Linked DNA regions of Mus musculus: region 2 is linked to region 1. Evidence: chromatin contacts called from public Hi-C data. All regions are on one chromosome and are shown on one strand. Each heading gives the region's core, a stretch centred on a gene start, on an enhancer-like site or on the middle of the called end of the contact. The rest is flanking DNA. Distances are from core to core; before and after follow the strand shown. Region 1 has its middle 33 kb from the start of Gm41334. Region 2 has its middle 43 kb from the start of Gm41335.

Region 1 (6,601 bases), core at 254-2,753:
GTATCAGGGAGACTGATGGCCTAGCAGTTAGAACCACAAACTACTCTCCAGTTCCCAGCACTCATAATCACCTATAACTCCAGTTTCATGGACTCCAGTTCCTTCTTCTGGTCTCCATGGGCACTGCACTTATATGCTCATATCGACATAAGGACAGCTGTATATACATAATTTAAAATAAAAATAAATTTAGAAACAAAGTGTAAGCTTTCAAACTTAATCCCACCTGGCTGCAAACTTGTGCCTAGTTTACATTTTAACACATCCTTTATTTGAGCATGGTCACTGTGAAAACAAACAATAACAAAAAATCATGTCCTCTTTTTCCCAACAAAACGTTAGACCCTTAAAATGGGAATTTCTGCTCACCCTCAAATATAAAGCTTTACATCTGATAAACTCATTTGTAGAAAAAAATTAGAGGTTTGTTAAAGGTTGCTTTGTGATCTCTCCTGAGAACATTCTATCAGATCTGCCTATCTGAAGATCCTACATTCCTCCCTGACTGAGCTGACCAGTATAGGCTGTAGTCCCATAGCAACTGTGCCTAAGTAGACTGGCCAGTTTAGGGCAGCATAGAGGGATGAGAAAGTTTATAATTCTTATCCTTTCAAATTGTATGCTCTAATCTTATTTTTAGTAGCAAGATTTTATCTTCTTCTGTTGTTGTTGCTGTTGTTGTTGTTGTTGTTGGTGGTGGTGGTGGTGGTGTGTTTGACCAGGTTGAAGATAGAAGGAAAAGAAAATACTATGTATAAAGTAAAGACTCCTGGAGTAAATTAAATGATTTAGAGAATTTATCCTCCAAATACATACAATGTTAATCTTTGAATTTTTTTTTTGAGCCAGTAAGGAGCTTATTTTTAAAACCCATGTCTCCCTTTCTAATTGGTTCAGATCAACAATCACTTCTACCTTGCAATTGCGCTGAGACAACTGAGAAAAGTATTAGTTTTTTAGATTGGCCAAGAGGTAACACTATTGACAACAATTTGGTCCCAGTTTAAAAAAAAATGCAATAGTTGCAGATTGTTTATTATGGAAGTATCATCTGAGATCAAAAGGGTTGTTGTTGTTGTTGCTGTTGGTTATTAGTTTGTTTTTCACTCATGGGGTCAATATTTAATCAACAATGGCCTGAATTTTGATCTATTTCTCTGTGCCATCAAAGCTGGGAACATAAAAAAGAAAGCATCAGGGATTGGATGAGGTGTCCCATGAAGCTACCATCACTCATTTTAATTTCCATGAAAAAGGCTGATTTCCTTTGAGCCCAACATAATTCCTTGTAGGGTCCATGAGCCTGAACAACTGTGCGTGAGCATGCCACTGCAGTCATCCATCTGGCCCAGAAGAAGATGAGGAGCAAGTGAAATTAGACTATGCCTCTCTGGTTTCCCCTAAGAGCTGCCAATGAATGAGAGCATCAGCTGCACCATATTGGGTGAGTCAAGCCTCTTTTCCTTCACTTAGCACTCTGCATGCAGCCTGCAAGGCACATCCTGTGAATAGGAATGACTCAGTCTTAACAGGTGTCCATTGGCCTTGCCAACCAACCGCCTGTTGCAATAGAGTGCTGCAGCGGCACATTCTCGGTAGCATACAAAAATTGATAAATAGCAGGCTTGTGCCTCCTCAAACAGGGAAGGGCTTGGGTCGGACGCAGGTGCAGAGACTAGATACGAATGCCTAAATGCACCCTGACAACCCCAGGAGGATGTCCTAGCAACTGGCATATCAGCAGCCTGTTGGTTTCCATTTGGTAGTTCTCTTCGATGAGATATTTGAGTTCACTAAGTCCTGTCAGTGAAACGAGTTACAGAATCACATCATGAATGTCCCAGGTTTTAACTTTGCAGGATGTTTTCAAATAGAGAAGCCTGTATTTATTAAACTGTGGGCAAAATTTTACGACACACAAGTGTTGGTGCTGAATATGCCATGTGGATAAGACGAAGCTCAGGGAGTGGGTTCTCAAAGCCACATCATTCCTTAGAGAAGAATCAGTGCAGAATCCAGGTTCATAACTTCCCTTCAGTATGCTTTTAATAATATTCTTTACTGCTAAAATATGGGTTAATATGAATTCCTTAGACCTTTTTAGGAACTCCTGACTGAAATGCTGAATTACCAGGTCTTTGAATTCTTAGAAGATAGTCTTTGTATTCTTGTATCTCTTGCCTTGCCTTTTTTTTTTAACTTCCATCTTACCACTTTTAAAGTTTAAAGTGTTTGTCCTTAGCATTGTAGTCAAGAAGGAAAAGTGATGTAAAAAAAAAAAAAGCACTTCTTTATCACGTGTGCATGTGTGTGTGTGTGTGTGTGTGTGTGTGTGTGTGTGTGTGTGTGTCTGTGTGTGTCTGTGTGTTGCCCTGGAAGTTATACACAGTCCTTCTTCTGTAGCACGTATTCACATAATCACATCTATCTATTGGGCAGACTTAGAATTTACTTCTCTGCACAGATAATGTTTGGGACTTTTATAATGGGAAGAGTTTGAAACACTAAGTTTCAGTAGATAAGTAGTGGTAGCATCCATCAATGTCTGTGCAGTATCTGTGAAATAAAATAGAAAATAAAATGCTACGAATCACAAATAAGAACTGATCATATAAAAAATTTTAAGAGCAAGTAAAAACAAAGTTTATTTTGCCTGAGTACTTTTAAGGGATGATGCTATGAAATGAGTCACATACACATTTTTATCCTAACATTCAAAAACCCAGTAAAAAAGTTATTATTTTCACAAAACTTTATAAGTTAAAAAGCTAAGATATAAGAAAATTGAGATCATTGCCTAATTTCTCCCATTAAAACAATACAGGTTGTGATTCATTTCAAAGTCATCAGAGCCCCTAATTCTACAGTGATTAACTATGACTTTCATTAGGTATTTTAGTGTCCATTTTTAGCCTTTTCTTGTTGAGACTCAATGTGAAATCTCTTTTACAGATCTTACAAGAGCTGAGGAGACATGTTTGGGTTCACACAAATGAGTGACCAAAAGGAGGCTTTCCCTAGTTGCTTACCCTGATGTGATAGAATGTATAGGTTCACTCATTAACAACCTGAGCATCAATTTACAAAATCAGCACAATACTTGAGAAAAAGAACAGTACAGTGTCTGTACACATCCTTTGCTGGTCATTTCTAAGTACAGTGATGGCTGTTACCACCTCCATTGAATCTGAACAGAGCTCAATGGACAAATCAATATGCTGCTGACAAGCCCGAAGCAATCATTTGCTTTTCATGTGATTGATTATTCAGTGATGAAACCATGAAGGGTCTGTCTGATCGACCCTATAGAATCAGGCAAAAGGGTATTCTCTGAGATCACCTAAGCATTTTAACCTCATGCAAAGCATGGCTTAACTACATTAGGAGAACATAAGCAACTGCAGCTTAGGGGTGCAAAGGAATCTGGGCATTTTTATAAGAAGACCTTTTAATCAACACCAAGCTATTACATGTCAGTGATTTCTGTATTTTAAGACTTAAGAAGTGTGGCTTTGACTATACTTTCTGCTCTTGATGGTGGCCATAGATATAAAAATATGAAAAATATTGAAAACATAGACAAAATTCTATATTTATTATTTTGTGACTGTGGGCAAATGTGCTTGCCTTGATATTAGGATACCCCTGTGTAAGTCAGGTCACATTTGTGCTCATGCATGCTTAAGAGATGATTAAAGGACAGTTTGATCCGAAGGGAAAGTAGAATACATTATAAAGTTATTGCGTATTAAAAGAAGAAAGAAGAAGAAAATTTCTCACATAACTGGGTTGTGACTTGTATATTTCACTTTATGTAATATTTCTGGTTGTTATACAAAAAAGGCCATAAATTCAATCATACAGACATGGAATTTTAGAAGCATTGCCCAGTTTCTCATACATTGCATAAGTTAATATTGTTTTTAAAGGTCTTCCCAGAGCCAGAATAGAGTCTCTGTTTTGGATAAATTAGGAAAGGTAACTGAGCAAGGAAATTACATTTTTAAGCCAAAGAGATTAATAAATGCTACAAAACATAAAGAAATGAATGATATACATATAAATGAAACAGTATATCATTGAGATGTTAAATATATTCAAGTTGGTTACCATTTTAAAATATTTATAAGTTACATGTGTGATAGTTTGGTGCATGAATATGGCCATAAATGAGACCATATTACAGAAGACAACATTTAGCTGATGAAGTTTTCAAATAGGATATTTGTCAACATAGCTTACAGTTATGTAATATACCAATTATACGTTAGTCTATGCACTTTGTTAAAACACTAACAAAAGCTAGATTGTTATAGAAATTTTCATCTATCCTTTTCATAAGTGTTCAGCATATTCACCTTAATTCAGCAAGCCCTACTCTACTAACCTGTTGTGTGTTAGGAGCCACCCTACATAGCTGGGATTTAATCTCTGACTTTAAGGAGCTTCTATAATGCTAACAACTATAGTTAAAGTTTAAAATAACGATGGTAAAGTTTTATTCTGACTTGTGCGACTTATTTCTATAGTTCCTGGTACTCTGGATGACGAAGTTAGAGTATCATGTAATTTGATTATGAGAAACAGAGAGAAAGAGAGAGAGAGAGAGAGGGAGAGGGAGAGGGAGAGGGAGAGGGAGAGGGAGAGAGAGAGAGAGAGAGAGAGAGAGAGAGAGAGATCCTCTCTCAGAAACTATTAAGTGAATATTTTCCTTTATTACTAAGATATTTTATATTCATCACAAAAGTAATATAAAATGAAGACACACACAATAAATACACACAGAAGTACACATGCACACACAAACACACATTGAATCATATCATCAATAATTGCCATGAGAAACATCATACATATCCACCTGGTGCTTGTTATTTCAGTTATCAGTCTCTGCACTACTGATAATTGGGACAATGAGGCTGTCATGTATACAGAGGATCTTGCATACAGGAGACTATGTAATAAAACCCCCATTGGTGGGGGAGGGTACAGGGGACTTTCGGGATAACATTTGAAATGTAAATTAAGAAATATCTAATAAAAAATAAATAAAACTAAATGCCAGCAGCATCCTTGTTTAGCTCAACAATAGAAAAGTAACAACATATTTTCAAATATCCCAAAGGAGCCTAAGTCACCTTGCTTAAGAACTACCAGGTATTAATGTATCAACCAAATCATTTCCTTAAAATGATACTGAGAGGTAACTCCGGTTTTAAAATCACAATTCACAAGCAAAGAAACTGGGAATCTGGTAGTAAGAAGGGCTGAATAACAAATAACGTGAGGTGGTTCCCTCAGCAGCTAAATGTAAGAATGGTGATTTAAATACAGCCATTACTGCCTTTAAATCTTTCTCTCTTCCTCCTCCTCCTCTTCTTCTTCCTCCTCCTCCTCTTTTCTTTTCTCCTCTCTGGTAGCTTCCTTCATTTTTCCCCTCTCGCACTCTGAATTCCTCTCTCTTTCTCTTTTGGAAAAATGAAATAGCAAAGCATATTATCAGAAATTTGTCTTTGTCAGTGCTCACTGCACTCTGTGAGTATTTTCCACTAGAAACTAATCTAGAGCATGACTTCAGTAGTCACATGATGTTCATGGTTGGGGTCTCCCATGTTAACTTATCTGGTTCTTCGTTGCTGAGGAACATCATTTTTCATTTTCAAATACTCAAACTATACATCAGAAAATATACGTCTATGTTTCACTGTGCATACTTCAATCTTTTTGAACGCTCTATTAATTAATATTTCATCCAGGAAATTAACACCCCAAATGTATCATTTTTGATAGGGATGGGGAGAAGATATCAATGCATATACCAGGACAAATATCCAGTATAAACCAGAATAATCCCACAGAAATTGGCATGTACTTTAATCCAGATTGCAGAAATATTTCCAAGATTTGTACATATTGGTGAGGTTTCTTTTCTGTTGTTTATATTTGTTTCCTTTCTCCAAGAGAAGATAAAATTTCTTATTATAGTTTCTCTAAGACATAGGAAACTTCTCCTCAAATAAGATGGGATCATAAAATATAATTTTTAAATCTCCAGCTCATAATAAATTTTATAATTAAGCACCAATTCCTCCCTCAAAAGGTATGCTTTTTCCATTTAGGATGGACCAAACTTATGTATTGTTTGTGCTTTTATATTTCCCTTGTTTGCCAAGGCAAAAACATATTACTGCTTTTTGTAGATACTTATTGTAGTAAAAATGTTTGAACACTCTAGGTCAGACAGCATGCCAAATTCTGAGAATACAAATGTTCTAGTAATTAGTATCATATACAGGGTTTTGAAGCAAAATATGTAGTGTCCCTGTTATTATAGCAATCTAACTGTATAAGAACCCAGTTATGTGAGCTTCCATGTTGCTATTGCCTTGGTCCATTGGATAAGATAAACAGTCTGTGCTGTCTTGCCAGCATCCACCTGCAGGACCACATCTCTTCATTCAAAGTTCAGGCCAAAATTGTGTTTCTGAAAGTTCAGAATGATCTGAATACTTCATTTCTGTGCTCTAATGTCAGCATATCCATCCCTTTTCTAATTCGTTGTCTGTCTTTCTTGGGGATCAGACACAATAACCTTTATCCT
Region 2 (6,979 bases), core at 3,315-5,814, 360 kb after region 1:
AGAAAACTATGTCCTTGGGTTGGGTAGATGGCTCAGTGGGCAAGAATGCTTGCCATGCAAAAATAAAGAATCAAATTTTAATCAACAGTACCACCATGAAAAACATGGCATGTAACCCAAGTGCAGGCAGTTCCTTGGAGTGAGTTGACCAGCCAGCCTAACCCCATGACAAGCTTCAGGTTTAATGAGAGAGTCAATCATTTCTTTTGTTTTCAGTTTATTAATTTCATAAAATAGATCTAAGTATAGTCTTTTGCCTATTCCAATTTCTCTTTGATTCTCATCCCTCCTACCTACTAGTCTTCATGTTTACTCTCCTTAAAAAACAAATCAAGACAAAAAATTCTGTGCTGCCCCCACAAAATAAATATATATATATATATACATACACACATACACAAACACACACACACACACACACATATATATATATATGTGTGTGTGTGTGTGTGTGTGTGTGTCAAATTTGTGTTGGCCAAGCACATCTGAGCTTGAGACTTGCCTTGGAATGTGCTTGATATACCCAAGGTCTCTATTAAAGAAAATTGTGTTTTCTTTTCCCTTTACCAGAATCAATCAATTGCAACTACATTATTGTCTAGGGATGATGTTGTATGCCCAATTCCCCTTCACTATGCTGGACCTTTATTGGGCTCAAACCTTTGCAGATCTTGTGCATGTCATGGATGCTGTCACCATCTGTGAGTTTACATGTGCATCAATACTGTTGTGCCTGGAAAACATTCTTTCCTTGACATCATCAACCACCCCTGCCTTTTAGACTCTTTATGCTCCTCTTCTATATAGAACGCAGAGCACGGAGGGGAGGACTATGATAAAGAAATCACATTTAGAACTGAGTGTTCCATGGTCTCTCCTTCTCTGAACACTGTGTAATTGTAGGTCTCCAGGGTAATTACCGTTTATTACAAGAAGCTCCTCTCATGAGGATTTAGCCAGGACCAGACATGGGTTACATTTCAGTGAATGGCCAAAAAGGTCTTACAAACTCCCTGTCCCTATTTTTACATGCTTTTTCAAATGTTATTGGTTACTCTGCACAACCTGACTGATAACACATTACTGTTGAAAACATCACATATTTATGCCACCAAACATGGGGAGATTAAGCTGGTGATAGTCTATTTTAAGGGAATAAAACAGAAAATGATAGAGGAGGACACCCAAAATTCTTCTCTGTCCTCCATGGGAACATGTATCTGCACATACATGTGGACAGACGTATAGATCACACACACGCACACGCACACATGCACACATTCCAGGGAATGGGATGAACTAAGGTGAATGGTATGTGCTTAATGATGAGTCAACAGGCTGTTATGTTCCTGAAGATACTGAGCCAGGATGTTGTAAGATTTTGTAAGATGTTGTAAGTGTTGTCACACTACCCAGGACAGAATGCAATTTCATAGTTATGAGTTGTCTCTTCTGGAATCCTTTATTTAATATTTTCAGTCTACAGATGGGAGAGTTTGGTGTCTTCAAGTCCTTACATAATCCTTCTCAAGTCAGGACTGGAACTAAGAACTCACTTAGATTAAGTTATACAGAGACTGTGACCTTCAGGTTAGTTGTGAGTCCCTCTTGCTTCTTCAGATCATTTATCTGCAAAAAAGACAGTTGCCATAAGGTGATACAGCTTTGTGGAATGAACCACTGGAAGGAAATCGGCCAGCAAATAATCATAATATTATGCAATATTAAGCTTAGAAGCAAATGTCTGTTGTGTCTACTCTTAGGTGCGACTGTAGCTGTGGTTGACAACAACATAGGAACTTCTTGAGAGATGCCAGGCCCAGAGGGCCAGACTATGACCCACCAATATTTCTGATCAGTAGAACTGTGATAAAATTTATTCTTTCATGGAACTCTGAATTGGACTGGTTTGTTATAGAAATGTATATAACTTGCACAGTGTCCTATTTATATGCTGGCACTTGACTACAAAATAAATTGTCACATTCCATTTATTGTTAACATTTTCACTATCTCTATGATGGAGAATATATATGTGTGTATATATATATATATATATATATATATATATATATATGTATGTATATATATGTATGTATGTATTATATATATATATATGTATGTATGTATGTATGTATGTATGTATGTATGTATATATCCCAGTATCATGCATTATTAGATCTATTTACCATCCTGAGCTGGCTACATATGAAATTAATATTTTTTATACATGAATTCATCAGAGCGTCATATAATAGAAAGTACACATTGAATTCAAACAGGTTTCAATTTGAAGTCCGATCTGCCCACTTCTTCACGGAACTTTGGTCAAGTCAAATAATCCATGTGAGCTTGAGTGTCATGATTTATGAAGTGCTGAGCTGGGTTGAAAAGGGAGAGGGGCCATCTAGCCTAGCAGAAAAACTTCACAGAAAGCAATTTAACAGTGATGGTATTTAAACAAGGTTTTAAAAGATAAATCCAAATTACAAAGCAACAGTAGAACAAGCAGTGACATCAGCACCACTGGTGGCTGATATAAAGGTATGGCATCTTTGACAGGTGTGAAAAGTGTGAAGTTGAGGAGGAAAACAGTGAGCACAGAGGAGTTTCTAGAGATCTGTCAGGATTTAAAGTACATACTGCATTATAAAAACTCTTAAACTTCTTTGGAAGACTGGTAGTTATTGCTTTTCCAGAAAAGAGGGTGTGTATAGGTTTCTATTTCATACATTTGTGTAGCAGGTAAAAGGCAGAAGTCAGCAAGTTATTTAACAAAGGACTGGATAATAAAATATCTTGCATCTTTCAGCCAGTGTAGTTCCCACCACAAGCTCAGCTGTGCCTTTAGGGAAATAGCAAAGACAGTGGATAGATACATTCAAAAGTCAGTTTATAGGAACAGACAGCAGGCAGTGTTTGACCTATGGTCTTCAGTTTGCTAATTCCCGAGGCAAAGTTTCCAGGATGAAGACGATTACCATGTCCAGAAAATATTCAGGAAAACATTTAAGGGTTGGATAGTTGGCTCAATAGTTAAGAGTATTTGCTACTTCTATAGAGCCCCTGGAGATGGCTCACATCACCCACATGGTGGTGACTGTAACTCCAGTTTCAGGAGATCCAACATCCTCTTCTGACCTCTACAGGCACCAGACATCCATATGGCACACATACATGAGGAAAAAACACTCACACATGTAATAAAATAAATTCTAAAAAATAAAATAAAATTAGTCAATTACTTCATTCAATCATTTTCACACCTGCAAGAAAGGCTGAGAAAGACCCTGTTAAAGATGCTTGAGGCTCCGTGGTGGGAAAGAGACACTGTCTTTTTTTCTGGTGGAAGTTACAATATAGTGAATCGAAATAATTGAGAACATTCTTAAGAATGAGTGTTGCAAACCAGAATTCCTGACACACACAGACACATCATCATTGGTGTAATGACTCGATTTGATATTTAAAACGATTGCACTTAAAAGTATTTTTAAGAAACAAAATGTCTAGTACATATTTAATGATCAAATAGAGAACTTAAAGGAACCACAACTTCCAGGCAATAAATCTAGTAAAAAGCCTAAGAGACATGCCAAGGACTATGCCAGGAATTATCTGTCTGATGCTTGTGATACCTAAAAGTGACTATTACTCCCATGTGGAAATCTGACTTTCCTTCCCTTCATATTCCTGCTGAGGCAAAAACTCAGGCAAAATCAGCAAGCAGTGGAGGTTGAAGTTTTATGGTGGGAGACTAAGCAAAGAGTCTACCATGAACCCTTGAGAGTCCCACAGAAAACTAGGGGTGGGCCTGGGAACTGGAATCAGGAATCCCAACTGCTACTTCCTGCTTCCAATCACCCTCCCAGGAGAGCTGCCCCCGCTGTGTCTGAGTGGAAGAAAGGCTGAGAGCATCCCTGAAAAACCAAGTTCTTTTCATAAATTCAGTCTTCTGGGGTGAAACAGCAGAAAACAAACAAAGGAACTGTGGGCTTTAGAAAGTAACATTTCCCTTTCATCAGCTGGAGGGCAGTGGCCAGAGAAAGAGACAGTAAAAGCAGCCACACTGCTTGCTGGCCACAGAAGACGAAGTCCCAATGTGCCTTGAACACTCACCCACCAGCTTAGGAGTTCTGTCATGCTCAGAATAACGTGGTTGTACAACAAGGGCTTCTGTTTCTCCCTAATGAGTTGATTATATCCTGTCAGAAGAGTCATAAGGCCATCAAATGTCAAGTCCATTTTCTCAAACATATTATTTTCATAGCAGCTGGGCCTGACTCACTCTCAAAACAGGGCATCCCATTGTTCCCTTCAACAGATAATGCTGGAGTGAAACTCAATTAAAAGAGAAAGGGAAGGGGCTTAGAGGACACATGATCCCGATTCATGCAAGTTTACAATTTGCTGTTTAGAAGCCAATTCTATTAGGATGGTTTGGTCACTTAGTTCACAATTAGTTCCTAATGCCGGAGGAAATAGACATGGAATGTGTTGTTCACCCCCAGGACTGTTTCTCATAAGGGAGGGAGGGCATGGTGTTAGTCACTGCCTGATGCTAGAAAGAGAAGGCCGGAAGTGAGAGATGTGAGTACTAACTCTAAGCATCCCAAGACAACCCTCTGACTATACCTGGTTTATCACATTCCCCAAAGACACAGATATAATATTAACACTAAACTTTACGAATCAGACAAGCAGAGTATTGGATACTCATATCCCAAATGGTTATGAGCATAGTGATGTATTAGACATACTAATAATTAGATCACAGTTGTTAAAAGAATAAGCAGCCTAAGATACCTATGACATGCTACAGAAAAAGTTCAATGAATGATAATTATTATTTTAATCATGATAACAAAACTGGAAATCAATGAAGAAAATGGCAGCCATGAATCAAGGACTGTGACCAAGACTCTGAAGCAGTGATTCTCAACCTTTCTAATGCTGCAACCTTTTAATGCAGCTCCTTACAGTGTTCTCATGATCCCCAACTATAAAATTATTTTATTGCTACTTCATAACTATAAGTTTGCTATGAATCATAATGAAAATATGTAACATTCAAGATATCTGCCCTGTGAGGGTCACGACCACAGGTTGAGAACCACCACTATAGGAGGCTGTGTGATCAAGAGTCATGAGTTCTGAAGCAAAAACCAAATAGTTGTCTCACATTTATATTAATTAATCTACTATATAGCAAGTTTGGCAACACAGACCGTCCAGTGATGATAAAAGAAAGTACATGTCCTACCTACCACCCAGCTCCTATCACCAAAATTGGTAACTTATCTGATCATTTGTTTTGACTTGTTTTCATTTTTCTGTAAGGTGCCAATACAGCAGGCAGATTTTAAAATATCTCTATGACTCCTAGCCTCTGTGCAACGTTTCTTATCACTGATGCAGTCAAATACTAACACAAGTACCACTGATGAGCGATTTCCATGGATACTGGGAAGATGACCCCAATATAAACAATTGTACCTTGTGTAAGCACAGAGTTTCCTGGAGCTGACATCTGAAAAGAAAGTCAGAGAGTGAAAACATGTTCTGACATACTGATGCTTGTTCGGAACTGAAAATAGATACAGAACAAGGAACAAAGAAGTCCACAGAAGCTGAAGACCTGCAGGAAAACAAGAGCTAGTTAGCAGTCCTATAATGACTAGATCTTACAATGAAATGAAATGTTTCCAACAGAATGGGTTTGGGACAGGATCTTTTGAATGCATCTCAATGTCAAAACCGTGGTGCTCTGTGCAAACTGAGACATGTATGACACAGTACACTTCTGAGCTGAAACGTGAGAATTAATTATTAGGTATTGTTTTAAGCCGCAAATTTTGTCATATATCAATAGAAAGCTATGAATATCTTGAGAGCTGCAAATGACAGAAATTTCATTAAGTTCTCTTGCCTCTGAACAAGACTGAGCTATCTAGCTAAGCCTAAGGACTCACTTACATCCTATGTCAAATATTGGCATGTGTGCACATATGTGCATTTATGCGAATGCGTGTACACACACACACACACACACACACACACACACACATCAGGCTTCTGTTCAAAATAGTTGGATAATTAAGGCAAAAAGTTACATATTTTATTTGAAGTAACTATTTACTTCCCCAATTCACTTTTTCTCAGCCTGTCATTTCTTCAGTGAGTATTCATTGAACAACTATCACGTGCCAGGCTACAAAGATATGACTTAGTTTACCAATGTAATGTTCAATGTTCAATGAGGTAGTAGGCTAGGATGCAGCGACAAAGCAAGCCTAGACCCTTAGACATCAAGGAAGGTTTCTCAGAGTTTGTCCCTTGTAGACGGAAACCTTAAGATTCAACCAGTCACAATAGATTGAAAGAGAAGATTATTTCCAGACAGATATATAATATCTAAACTTATCCAAACTTCTCCTAGAGTTCAGAGACTCTAAGAGTGTGTTCGGCATCCATCTTGCCAAGGAGGAGCGGAGAAGAGACAATGAAGAGGTAAGAAAATGACCTCATTTCTAGAGTAAGATCTTATTAAGGAGTTGAGAATTTTTCCTAAGTTCAGGGAAAACCCTAGAAATCAATAATGACCCCACTGGCCAAACAAACCCTATTTCAACAAACTAATGTCTGAAAAACTTGAAGAATCATTTAAAGAGAAATCTTCAGTGCTGAAGATAACAGATCATTCTTATAAAAATGTCAGTCATGAAGACTGATGGAATGACAGTCATGAAATGATAGGGACAGAGATGTGAGGATTATCAGCTCTGAGTTTTAGGTGTAGAAAGTAAAGAATCCTCAAAGAGATATCACCACCAGGCTTCTGCTATGGAGATGAGATGGGAAGGAATATCAATCAACAATAAGGGGACTGTAGCAGACCATCTGATTAGGGATAGGATGAAGGTGGAAGGTTTGGTACCAGATGTTTGCTTTAGGAATGGTCCTGCAGAGTGAGCTTATA

The links. A called contact is a pair of places that touch in the nucleus more often than the background predicts.
Region 2: a contact with region 1 is called in a Hi-C map of muscle stem cells, with 2.3 times the contacts expected there. The contact joins two enhancer-like sites. A contact is called at or near these places in 1 of 15 datasets of contacts at CTCF or cohesin (the NIH/3T3 cell line) and 1 of 484 Hi-C or Micro-C datasets (muscle stem cells).

The regions. Positions count from the first base shown.
Region 1 is chr15:63,034,933-63,041,533 of GRCm38.p6, forward strand. No RefSeq gene overlaps it. Among named protein-coding and RNA genes, the nearest start is that of Gm41334, 33 kb to the right of the region's middle. Within about 2 kb of position 1,504, at least 20 of the 459 cell types and tissues checked have an H3K27ac peak or open chromatin away from gene starts, as enhancers often do. A contact at or near this core is called in muscle stem cells, where this site is marked.
Region 2 is chr15:63,396,332-63,403,310 of GRCm38.p6, forward strand. No RefSeq gene overlaps it. Among named protein-coding and RNA genes, the nearest start is that of Gm41335, 43 kb to the left of the region's middle. Within about 2 kb of position 4,565, at least 29 of the 459 cell types and tissues checked have an H3K27ac peak or open chromatin away from gene starts, as enhancers often do. A contact at or near this core is called in muscle stem cells, where this site is marked.